Linked DNA regions of Mus musculus: all the other regions are linked to region 1. A link is a contact called in public Hi-C and promoter capture Hi-C data. All regions are on one chromosome and are shown on one strand. The core of a region is the stretch at or near the end of the contact, and the rest is flanking DNA. Distances in the headings are between cores, read along the strand shown. Region 1 overlaps Ttc28 (tetratricopeptide repeat domain 28). Region 2 overlaps Chek2 (checkpoint kinase 2). Region 3 overlaps Ttc28 (tetratricopeptide repeat domain 28).

Region 1 (3,290 bases), core at 345-2,844:
AGCTCTCCAGGCTGGAACCTCCCACCACATGATGGCCTACAACCAGTGATACCCACCCATCTCCCAGTTCCTTCCCCTGTGGGTGTGGCCACACTCATCCTCTCTTCTGGCTTTCATGGCTCACAATGCAACACATCTCCTGAAAGGTCCTGGTCTGTCTCACTCCTCAGAGCATTACAAGGCCACACTTCTGGGCACCCTCCGCTGGGTACCACCCTCCACTTTCCAGCTGATACTCTGGTTCAGATACTCCTGTATCTAAACACATCTTCATCTGTGGCTTGTAATGTACAGTTTCGGTATCAATTTGTTTTAGAATTGTTCCACGTTTGCTCAGTAGGAATATTTCCCAGATAAGTCTGTTGCCTACTGTGAATGAGAATTCCGAGAAAGCAGCTGCACCTTTGGAGGCTGACTGGCTCATTAAAATTGTGGTCACTGCAGGTGTTGGAACATGGAAGGTCCAGAGCCTCACTGCAATCAGTCTTGGACCATCTTTAGTCTAGTAAACAGCCATTCTCTTTTGGAACAAATAGTAAAACTACAGATTTTTCACCAACCAAAAGCTGAGGGTGGTGTGTCAGGCGGCATCTTAGGTCTCTGACAGGGTTCTCCCATCCCCTGCCTTCAGGATGCAGTGGTAGTGAATTCAGAAAGTGTCTTGATTCATGAGTTTTCTTTGTTCTGTCACCACAGAAAAGTTAATGAAATTGCTACCTTATTGGAACATGGAATTTGGGGTAAGCTAAATCTGTATTCCTAGGCCACCCTAACTCATATCTGGATCCCAGATAAACTCTCTCTTATCCCCTTTGAGGCAAGAGATGTGTTTTTTCTGTCAGCTATGTTTTATTTTGAGTAGCCAAGTAGTACACTGAAGACCTCTGATAAAATCCCATTCTCTGTCTCACTGGTGAGTGAGTCTTGAACACGCCTATCATCAAAAGCAACCTGCGTGCAATCTCTCCTAGAAGATACAGTAAAGGGTATCCACAAAATGCCAACCATTCTCAAGGCTACTTCTGACACACACACACACACACACACACACACACACACCAAAATACCAGCAAGCCACGCCAGAAGAAAACCATCCCCTGTACCAGGGTGAGCTTTAAGGTGGTAAAATTAATGTTTAGCCCATTTTTAGCCCATTTTATCTTCCAGTGGCAACAGTCAGGGGTGTAGGTCAGAGGTCATTAAGCCATGTGGGGTCAGTTCCATTTGGGGGGTGTTGGATAAGGATGACAAGCTCCTGCCCCACCCTTCCCTATTTTCTTTAGAGATAATAAAGAGTTCTGACTATGCCTCTCATGGTCTGGAAACCTCCCTCACAGTAGTGGTTCCAATAATCCATGCACCAAGCCTGCAGCCATGCTGGTCTCTTTAAACCTCACCTCCTGGCCAAAGGCCACAATTTATGACTTTTCAGTTCTCTGCTAAGGAGCTCTCTCGCCTGAGTCAACATCGCCAGGGAAACCCTGAAGCTCACTGGTGCCTAAAGCATTTTCCCTTCAATCAGATCAGTAAACAGAGAACAAAGAACATTTTTACTCCTGTCAAGATGCAAGCAGCAGCGTGCTAGTGAGCAGTAACTGGCCAATGGGGTTAAACACAGAGAGCACAAGCAGCAGCAGAGAGCAGGAACTGCTACACAGAAGAGGGGCAGACCCCAGAATGGCAAGAGCAAGATCCCGCACCCTGCTGTGGGCCAGGCCTGGCCGGCAGACAGTGGTGTTCAGCAGTGAGCACCTCACTTCCACCTAGCAAACCAGAGATGAGACACCAGCAGTACCACCATTTTCAAACAAAGATCTGGGCATTTATCTGATTCAGCTAAGGTTAATCGGATGGGGTCAGAGGCAAAGTCAGAGTCCACAGCAGGGCTCCAGGCCACTGGGTGGCCAAAGCAGGAAGATTTGGTTGCAAGCTACAGAGAACTTGGCAGCTTTTAAGTAGAAATCCACTGAGTTATGCAGTGGACTGTGGAGATGCAGTCTCCAGCCCCTGGCAGAGCCCTGTCACGGAGCACAACTATCAGAAAAGGATGTTGCCATCCATTACAATAAATTCTATGTGACCCCTCTCTTCACTAGATCTGTAGTTTCTGATTCAAAGCTTGGGTCTCGGCTGCAAAGGTGAGTGGGAACATTGGGACTGGATGCTTCAGCTTTTATAGTGGAAGGCAGAAAATAGTTATTCCTGACAGACGGGGAAGGTGCTCAGCCGCCTGTCCTGAAATGACGGAGGCAGGCATAGGCCCAAGCTTCAGAACAAGACAGGCTTTCCCACAGCAACGGTGCAGCCCTGAGACAGCAGCAGAGATAACACTGTAACAGAGGACCATGGGGAGGAGCTGTCCAGAAACCCCCAAGAAGGAAAGAGAAACCTCTACTTGGGCAAGTTTGGGGGTAGATGGGAGGGAAATTATAAAGAAAAAAGGAAATCCCCATTCAAAGTGGACAAAAAGAAACTATAAGTACATTAAGCACTAAATACACTAAATACCACTGCCAAGCAAAATGTAAAGTGATTTGAGAGCCACGTTACCCAGGGTGCTCAAGCTTCAGGGGGTGGAGCTTGGCTTGTTAAAGGATAGCTTTTAAACTCTTTGCTGCTTTTATTCTGAGTGGGAGGCGCCTTAAGGGAAAGGGGTATCTTAGACAGGGAGCCAGGACGAGACAGACACAAGGGCTAGAGAGATCCCCAACAGGCTGGTTTGAGCTGACCAGGCATTTTAGGTAGCAGCGGGAGCTGATGTGGCTTAGTGGGAAAGACAGTGAGCAACGGCTGAAAGAACATGTCTGTCCTTCAAAACTGACCTCACACGGCCAAGTGCAAGGGCAACGGCTGTGGCTATGGTTACGCACACGTGTATATGTGCACATGCACATGGCTATGTGCGCACACAGACACCTACCTATGTACATGTGTACATCTCTGCGTATATCTAAAGATACAGAGCACCCACTTCACTGTGTGTAATTTCCTTTTAAAAACTTATCTGCTTAAGCTGAGATTATATCTCTTAGATCACTAGCCAGAATCTCCAGTCAGCAGTTGGGTTGAGAGGGGAGGGAGAAGCTTGAGTTAGGGTTTTTCTATGTTGCCCAGGCTGGTCTCAAATTCCTGGCTGTGAGCCATTTTCCCATCTTAACCTCCCAAGTAGCCAGGACCACAGGATCAGGCCACTGTATCCAGCCAACTGTGTTTCTTTTGATGAAAGAGATTGTAAGACACTTTTTAAAAATCTAAAGATAATCTCTGAGACAGTTTCCAAGTCTGTTGCT
Region 2 (3,290 bases), core at 483-2,982, 230 kb after region 1:
AAGAGTGGGAACCGCTCTTGCAGAGGACCTGCATCTGGTTTATAGCACCCACATCAAGCACCTTACAAGCGTTTGTAATCCCTCAGGAGCAGGGGATCTAAGTCCTCTTCTGGACTGTTCAGGCATTGAACTCACACATACACATGGTCTCACTCTGTAGCCCAGGCTAGCCTGGGATGAACCACTATGCAAACCAGGCAGTCCTTGAATCACAGAGACCTGCCTGTCTCTGTCTCTTCCTGAATGCTGGGTTTAAGGAAAGCACAACTATGGCCAGAAAAAGAAATCTTTAAAAAAAAAAGACTGCACACACCTCAATCATAGTAGCCAGGAGGCAGAGGGAGGTGAGTTTTTGTGTGTCTGAAACCGTTCCCATTTACACTTTGTCAACTTAGCACCCCATGCACTTTCTCTCTCTATTTTTCTACCTCTCTCATGGCATCAAAGATAAAAGGCTTCCAACACGAGAGATTTTGTGGGAGCCAGCACCTACTTCCTTGTCTTACTGGTTACTCTTGAGTGGCTCACAGAACGCCTGTCTGGATGGCACCAAGCTCATATACTACACTCATGTGTATTGCTCTGCTCTGTATATCATGGGCCTAGCAGCGTTTCAAACCTGAACGGTGCTCTGAAGAGATGAATGTGTGAATAAAACAAAGTGGGTGCGCACTGATATATGTACGCATGCACACAAGAACACACACACAACACACACACAATTAAAAATAAAACAAATCCTCTCAGGTCTCCCCAGCATGCTGTAGCATGCATGTAGAGGTCAGAGATCAACCTTGGGTATTGGTCCTCGACTTCCATCTCGTTTGAGTCTCTTGTTGCTCACCACCGTGTACAGTCAAGCTAACTGGCTTGTGAGCTGCAGGGGAGTCTGCGCCCCCAATCTCTCAGCTCCTCATATTTGTGAGACAAATACTTTATCCATTGAGCTGACTCCCCGGAGCCTCTTCCTCTGTTTTCTCACATCAATCCTGGACTGACCTCCCCCATAAAAGTAAACAAAACAACCCTTTTCTCTTTCTAAGTTGATTTCTCTAGGTGTGTAACAGCTAACAGAAAGCTAATAAGCACAAACGTCCTTCTTCTGGACACTATCTGGTAGGGCCATTCATGGCCTGTGGCATCTATCTCTGCATCATATTCACGAGCACCTATCTGCATCGTATTCACGAGTATCCATCTGCATCGCATTCACAAGCATCCATCTGCACGCTTTCAGAAGCAACAGGTCAACAGGAACATGAGAAAAGCATCTCAACATGAGAGCAAGCAGCAAGGTTTCTGTAAACCTAGGAGACATCACACCCAAAACTATTAAGTTACAACGTCCCTCAAAAGCAAGCAGGAAGGATTCTTCTATTTTATCAAAAGCGAAGGAGAGCTGAGCTTCAGCTTTAATTACTTGTGAATAACAGAATTTTTTTTTTTTTTTTTTCCGAGACAAGAAGTTCAAGCAAGCCGGGCGGTGGTGGCGCACTCATTTAATCCCAGCACTTGGGAGGCAGAGGCAGGCGGATTTGAGTTCGAGGCCAGCCTGGTCTACAGAGTGAGTTCCAGGACAGCCAGGGCTACACAGAGAAACCCTGTCTTGGAAAAAAAAAAAAAAAAAAAAAAGAAGTTCAAGCAAAATGGGCTGCACTGACTCATGCATCTTAGGCAAACACAAACCCTGTTGCTAGGCCTAACTGGCCAGCCCGTGCTTTTTTTTTTCCAAAGCTAACACAGAAAGCCAACGCAGTGTGTCTGCCTCCGTTTGGATTCCAGAAGCTGCCCTATTAAGGCATGTGAAAAGAGCCAAAGGGAGGGCTTCTCTTTTCATCAGAGTTAAACCCCCACCCGCAAAGACACCTTTGTTTCCAGGCTCCTTGTCTCTAAGGCCCTTGCTGCTTTCAGATCTGTGTGGTCGAGTAAACATTAAGTCACCTGACAGATTTCTTCTGCGAGGAGAATCGTGTTTCCAGGGCAACAACCCAAACACATAGATCTGTCCCTTTCCCCCCACCACTCCTCACCCTCCGCCTTTTAAAAAATATTTTATTGCATTTTTCACTTATCTTATGTGTGTGTGTGTAGAATCAGAGGATAACTTTCAGGAGTTTGTGGAGTCTGGGGATGAAACTTGGGCCATCAGATCTTGTGCTGGACCTGGTGAGGAGACATCCCCCTCAGGTCCAGCTGCCCTCCTTCTTTTAAGGATTTCTCGTTCTCTACCTAAACTAGTCAGACCAAAACTTAGGTGTGGATGGTTGCAAGACAGAAAGGGGACAATCTTCCAGAGTCCCATAAGGACAGCAGGGATTTTTCAAGGTGTTCCCAGAACTGAGAACCACAGATGGGGGATGGGGAGTTGGGGGGGGGAAGCTCCAGCCACCTAGTGATGTCACCCAGCCCCACAGGAAACAGAGGCCTAAGGATGTTCACAGGAAAGTGTAGCCAAGATGAAGAATACAATCAGACATCTACAAGAGAAGCTGCAGGATGCTCTCGCTGATTAATTCCAAGCCAACGATTAATCTCCCAGAGTTACAGACGCTCTTACACTGGCAGCAGGCTTTGAGTGAGCCTGGCACAAAACTCTCAAAGCAACAGGGACATGTGAACAGAGATGTCATGCACACTCAAAGGGTGCAGGTGACATGCTTGTTCACCGGGAACAAGACTGGCATCCTTTAAAACATGGCTCAGGAAGTGGCTGGGTTCCCTCAGGGACACTGCCTTCCTGGACCTGCCCCAGTTTTTTGATTAAAAGTAAAAAAAAAAAAAAAAATGTCTGGACCATAGCACAGTCTGATCCACCAGGCAGAGGAGGGGTAGAAAAGGGAGACAGCTGGCAGTTGAGGAAGACAAAGCTCTCAGAGGAATTTCAGCCACACTGCAATCTCAGGGCAAATGGAACCAGAACCCAGCATGAAGTACGCCAACAGTTGCATGGAAAGAGCTGACACCCAACACACACACATATTCATTTACCCTCTCTTCTCCCATTTCCCGCCCCCCATCTCTCCCTCCCCTCTCTCCCTCTGCCACACGCGAGTGTGTACTGATTAAAAACAATTGCACATACACTTTACCTACACCCTGATTGAAAACACTTACATAATGAACCCAAAGACACAGAGACCCTCAGCCTCACCTCACCTAAGCAGTGTGGGACTTTCCCTGAATTTTAGGCGAAAAGGAACTGCCTCGTACCCACCTGAAGCCACGGATGATTTAAGGCCTCCTCTGTGGTAAGCCGAGCCTTTGGGTCTACAACTAACAGTTTCTTGACA
Region 3 (3,290 bases), core at 477-2,976, 160 kb before region 1:
ACTAGATAGCTGCAACAGAATTGTGTGGTATGTAGCAGCTTTGTGCAGGATTCTGACTCTAGGCAAGCAGCCCACCTTTAAAATTTATGCACAAAAGGATTCCACTGAGAGCCACCAGACCCAGTCTACTTGGTTTGAAAATGAGACCACTTAACAGTGGTGCCCCAATTTTGGGCAACCCCTGGGAGAGGGGCATTTGTGTAGAAGACAGTCTCTAAAGAAGCGGTGGCAATCTCTAGAGTTATTGGCTATTCTCTCAGTCTTCCTTGGAATAGTCAGTTGAATACCCACACTGGTTAGGGGAGTCTGGGGAAAAGGTGGCCGGTACTCCTCCTTGGGAGTGGTTAGGATAAGCGTCCACACCCTTGCATTCAGGATAGAGACCCTCTGTCTCCAATGAGCTTTGGGTAGAGGCAGGTTCCTGTCTATACTGCTTTCCTGCCTGAAGGCTGAGTGTCTGCCTGGGGCACTGGGGGGTTCTTCCCCTCTCTCCCTCTAATTGGATTTTCTGAAAAGACCTGCTCCCCTCCCCACCCCCCAGACACCAGAGAGGCCTCCGCACAGAAGCGCCCTTCTTGTCTTTTTCTGCCACATTAACCCAGTAGGGGGTTTAACAGCCCGGCGATTTTGAGAAGCTGTCGTCAAGTCATGAAAGCCCCCAAATGCAACTTAAATGGTTATTAGCTGGTGGGAAACATCCCCTGCTTTCTAATACTGCCATTTAAATAACAATAATAAAGAAAATAATAACAGTAAGTGTAAATGCCCTGCCTTCTTAGCTATGATTGTACCTACCACCCACAGTCCACCGGGCCCTGTAGATTTAGGATTTACTTAGGGCCTGGGGTAAGGGCATGGCTTTTGGTTCTGTGGAGCAGCCTACTTCTCCAGCCAGCCAGCAGATGTCGCCCAAGTCATCTCTCAGCTGCACTGGGAGCTTCCATGGATAAATTCCTTTAAATCACACACACACACACACACACACACACACACACACACACACACACACACACACACAGAGCCAACAACAAGCCACTGCACAGACAAAAGAGCCAAAGGGTTCCTTGCTCTATTAAGAGCCACAAAACATACATATTTGCCAAATGGAAAGGTGCAGAATTAATTGGAAAAGAGGTGGGATTGATATTCCATGTCTCCCTTGGGGGTTTTATAATTAATAAATATTTGTGAAGCAGGCTTTGGTAAGTATTGAGGCAACGTAGATGCGCTAACAAAAGCTAGCTTTTTCAGGCATTACGACCCCTGCAGGGGACCAAAAAAAGGAAATGAAGACTGGGGCAGTGCCACCAGCCAGTGCCACGGCTGCTGTGGACTGGGCCTTTCTCTTAAATGACTGCCTTCCTCACAGTGACCAGGAAGGCAGACCTTACTGCTGCATCCAGGGAATGAAGGAGCCTGGGTTAGACCAGCATCATTTCCACCCCTTTCAATGGCCACACTGTGTTCTCTGAAAGCCAACAATTGTACAATTGTATGACAAATGTATATTTGCCTTATGCCTCTGACTCCCTAGAGGAAGTCACACAAACATGACCACTGTCTTCGGGATAAGTAATGAAGTGCAAGCTGTGTGGGTGATGAGAGAAAATGATGGTTTGGCTCCAGCATCTAAAAGAACACCCAGAGCAGTTTTTACCTCCTTGTGTCTATCTGATACTTTGTTAAAGTCCGCAGATGTGGCCACTACTGAATGCAGCCTGCAGCAGTGGCGGCTGCCCTGGGGCTTTATCCGTCTTTCTGGTGAGAAGCAGAATTGCAATGTCTTCACGGATACAACAGGTTTCTATGGTTACACCAGACATAAATATATTATATGTCCTGTGTCACGTGGAAGGAGCAGCCAGGCGCTGTGTGCAGAAGACCCCCAGGGGGACAGCACTCATGTGAATGGCTCTCTGCAGCCAGCTAAATATTTGTTTCTGGCTTTGCAGCAGGAGAGGCAAAGGAGCTGCTCAAGAGGCTGCCTACAGCACTCACAGATGCATCGGCCTGACAGCCATGCTGCAAGCCAGCTTCTGCTCTGTGGGGCTTGGAAAGCAGACACTGGTGAGAGCCAAGGGGCAGAGGCCATGCGTGTCGTGCCTACTGGGAACAGGGTGGCCTGGCTTCTCTTGGTGGTCCTATCTGCACGAGTCCCTCTGGATCCAAATTATTCTACCAGGGCTCTGCAGGTTTTTGTTATTGTTGTTTTGTTTGTTTGTTTCCATGCTTAAAGCAGCACAATTGGGTAGTGGCTTGTTGAGAAACCAAATAAGAAAAGTAGTTTCCATTCAGGGTGGGACAGGGGACTTTGCATTGAGAGAAACAAATCCCTATGATTCCACGGGTGGGGGTGGGGCACAGAATGTTGGAAAATTAATGCAAAGAGCAAGGGCAGTGGCAGCTTGAGTTCTGTAGGTATTTTTGTTGTGCGAATTGCAAAGCAATGCTCCAAGAACAACTGCTGCCGCCTGTGTAGCCCATCCTCTCCAGCTTACTGCTGGGTCGCAAATCGCTGACACCCCCCCCAACTCTGTGGGTGCAGGACAGTGGTCGGTTTTGGGGCAGGTGAGATCCTTCCCTCTTTTCTGCTTTTCTCCCCAACCCACACGATGGGTTCTGTATGACTCCAGCTAACATCCAACCCCTGATCCTCCTGCCTCAGCTCCTGAAGCTCTGTGTCATCTTTTCCCATGTAATGATTAGAGAGTAGAAAGTACAGGGCGACAATGCCTAGGAAAGGAAGCAGCAATGTGCTCTGCAGACGTGTCTGCTTTGAGGAGCTGCGCACATGTTCACAGAGCAGAGGGTCTAGCCTGCGGCAGGACACACTGGTTTTCTGGCCCGGATGAGTTAAGGAATTCCTCCCTTAGATGCAAACAAAAACACTCTGATGTGCAGTGGTCAGAGGTTGGCTTGAGCTCATCTCTGAGACCGGATGGACTAAAGATCTGCGCTGGTATACACTGGGATGAGGCCTCGCAGTGAGCCTGGGCCGACTTGAAGACCTGCACAGATCAGGCTGAGGCTGGGCCAAAGATTCCTCCTGGGTCTGAGGCGGTCTCCGCTGGCTGATATGTATGCCACACACGGTGCAGAACCAGCGTTTCTGGGCCAGTGGAGAGCGCCAAGCATGGCATTTGGATTTGATTTTTAAAGTCAGCATTTGAGGCACAGCCCAGAAGAAAGAGCAGAGGAGAGAGGATCGGTTCAAGGGTAAGGCGGGGTTTGACAGAGGCAGAGTGGGGGTGGCTTCCAAGCCATGTGCTAACCCTGACATGCAGCCGGCT

Evidence for each region. A called contact is a pair of places that touch in the nucleus more often than the background predicts. Capture Hi-C pulls out chosen DNA fragments and counts their contacts.
Region 2: a promoter capture Hi-C map of pancreatic islet shows a contact between it and region 1. The contact joins two enhancer-like sites. A contact is called at or near these places in 1 of 15 datasets of contacts at CTCF or cohesin (the NIH/3T3 cell line) and 1 of 9 other capture datasets (pancreatic islet).
Region 3: a contact with region 1 is called in a Hi-C map of cortical neurons, with 2.8 times the contacts expected there. The contact joins two enhancer-like sites. A contact is called at or near these places in 6 of 484 Hi-C or Micro-C datasets (cerebellar granule neurons, cortical neurons, frontal cortex and 3 more).

The regions. Positions count from the first base shown.
Region 1 is chr5:111,097,310-111,100,599 of GRCm38.p6, reverse strand. All of the region lies in intron 3 of Ttc28 (tetratricopeptide repeat domain 28), which reads right to left. Among named protein-coding and RNA genes, the nearest start is that of Mir701, 95 kb to the right of the region's middle. Within about 2 kb of position 1,594, at least 43 of the 459 cell types and tissues checked have an H3K27ac peak or open chromatin away from gene starts, as enhancers often do. A contact at or near this core is called in cortical neurons and pancreatic islet, where this site is marked.
Region 2 is chr5:110,868,018-110,871,307 of GRCm38.p6, reverse strand. Chek2 (checkpoint kinase 2) reads right to left here. Exons shown (of 15, transcript NM_016681.4): 13 at 3,215-3,290. Among named protein-coding and RNA genes, the nearest start is that of Ttc28, 10 kb to the left of the region's middle. Within about 2 kb of position 1,732, at least 70 of the 459 cell types and tissues checked have an H3K27ac peak or open chromatin away from gene starts, as enhancers often do. A contact at or near this core is called in pancreatic islet, where this site is marked.
Region 3 is chr5:111,254,932-111,258,221 of GRCm38.p6, reverse strand. The region is part of intron 12 of Ttc28 (tetratricopeptide repeat domain 28); the gene reads right to left. Among named protein-coding and RNA genes, the nearest start is that of Gm35628, 22 kb to the right of the region's middle. Within about 2 kb of position 1,726, at least 41 of the 459 cell types and tissues checked have an H3K27ac peak or open chromatin away from gene starts, as enhancers often do. A contact at or near this core is called in cortical neurons, where this site is marked.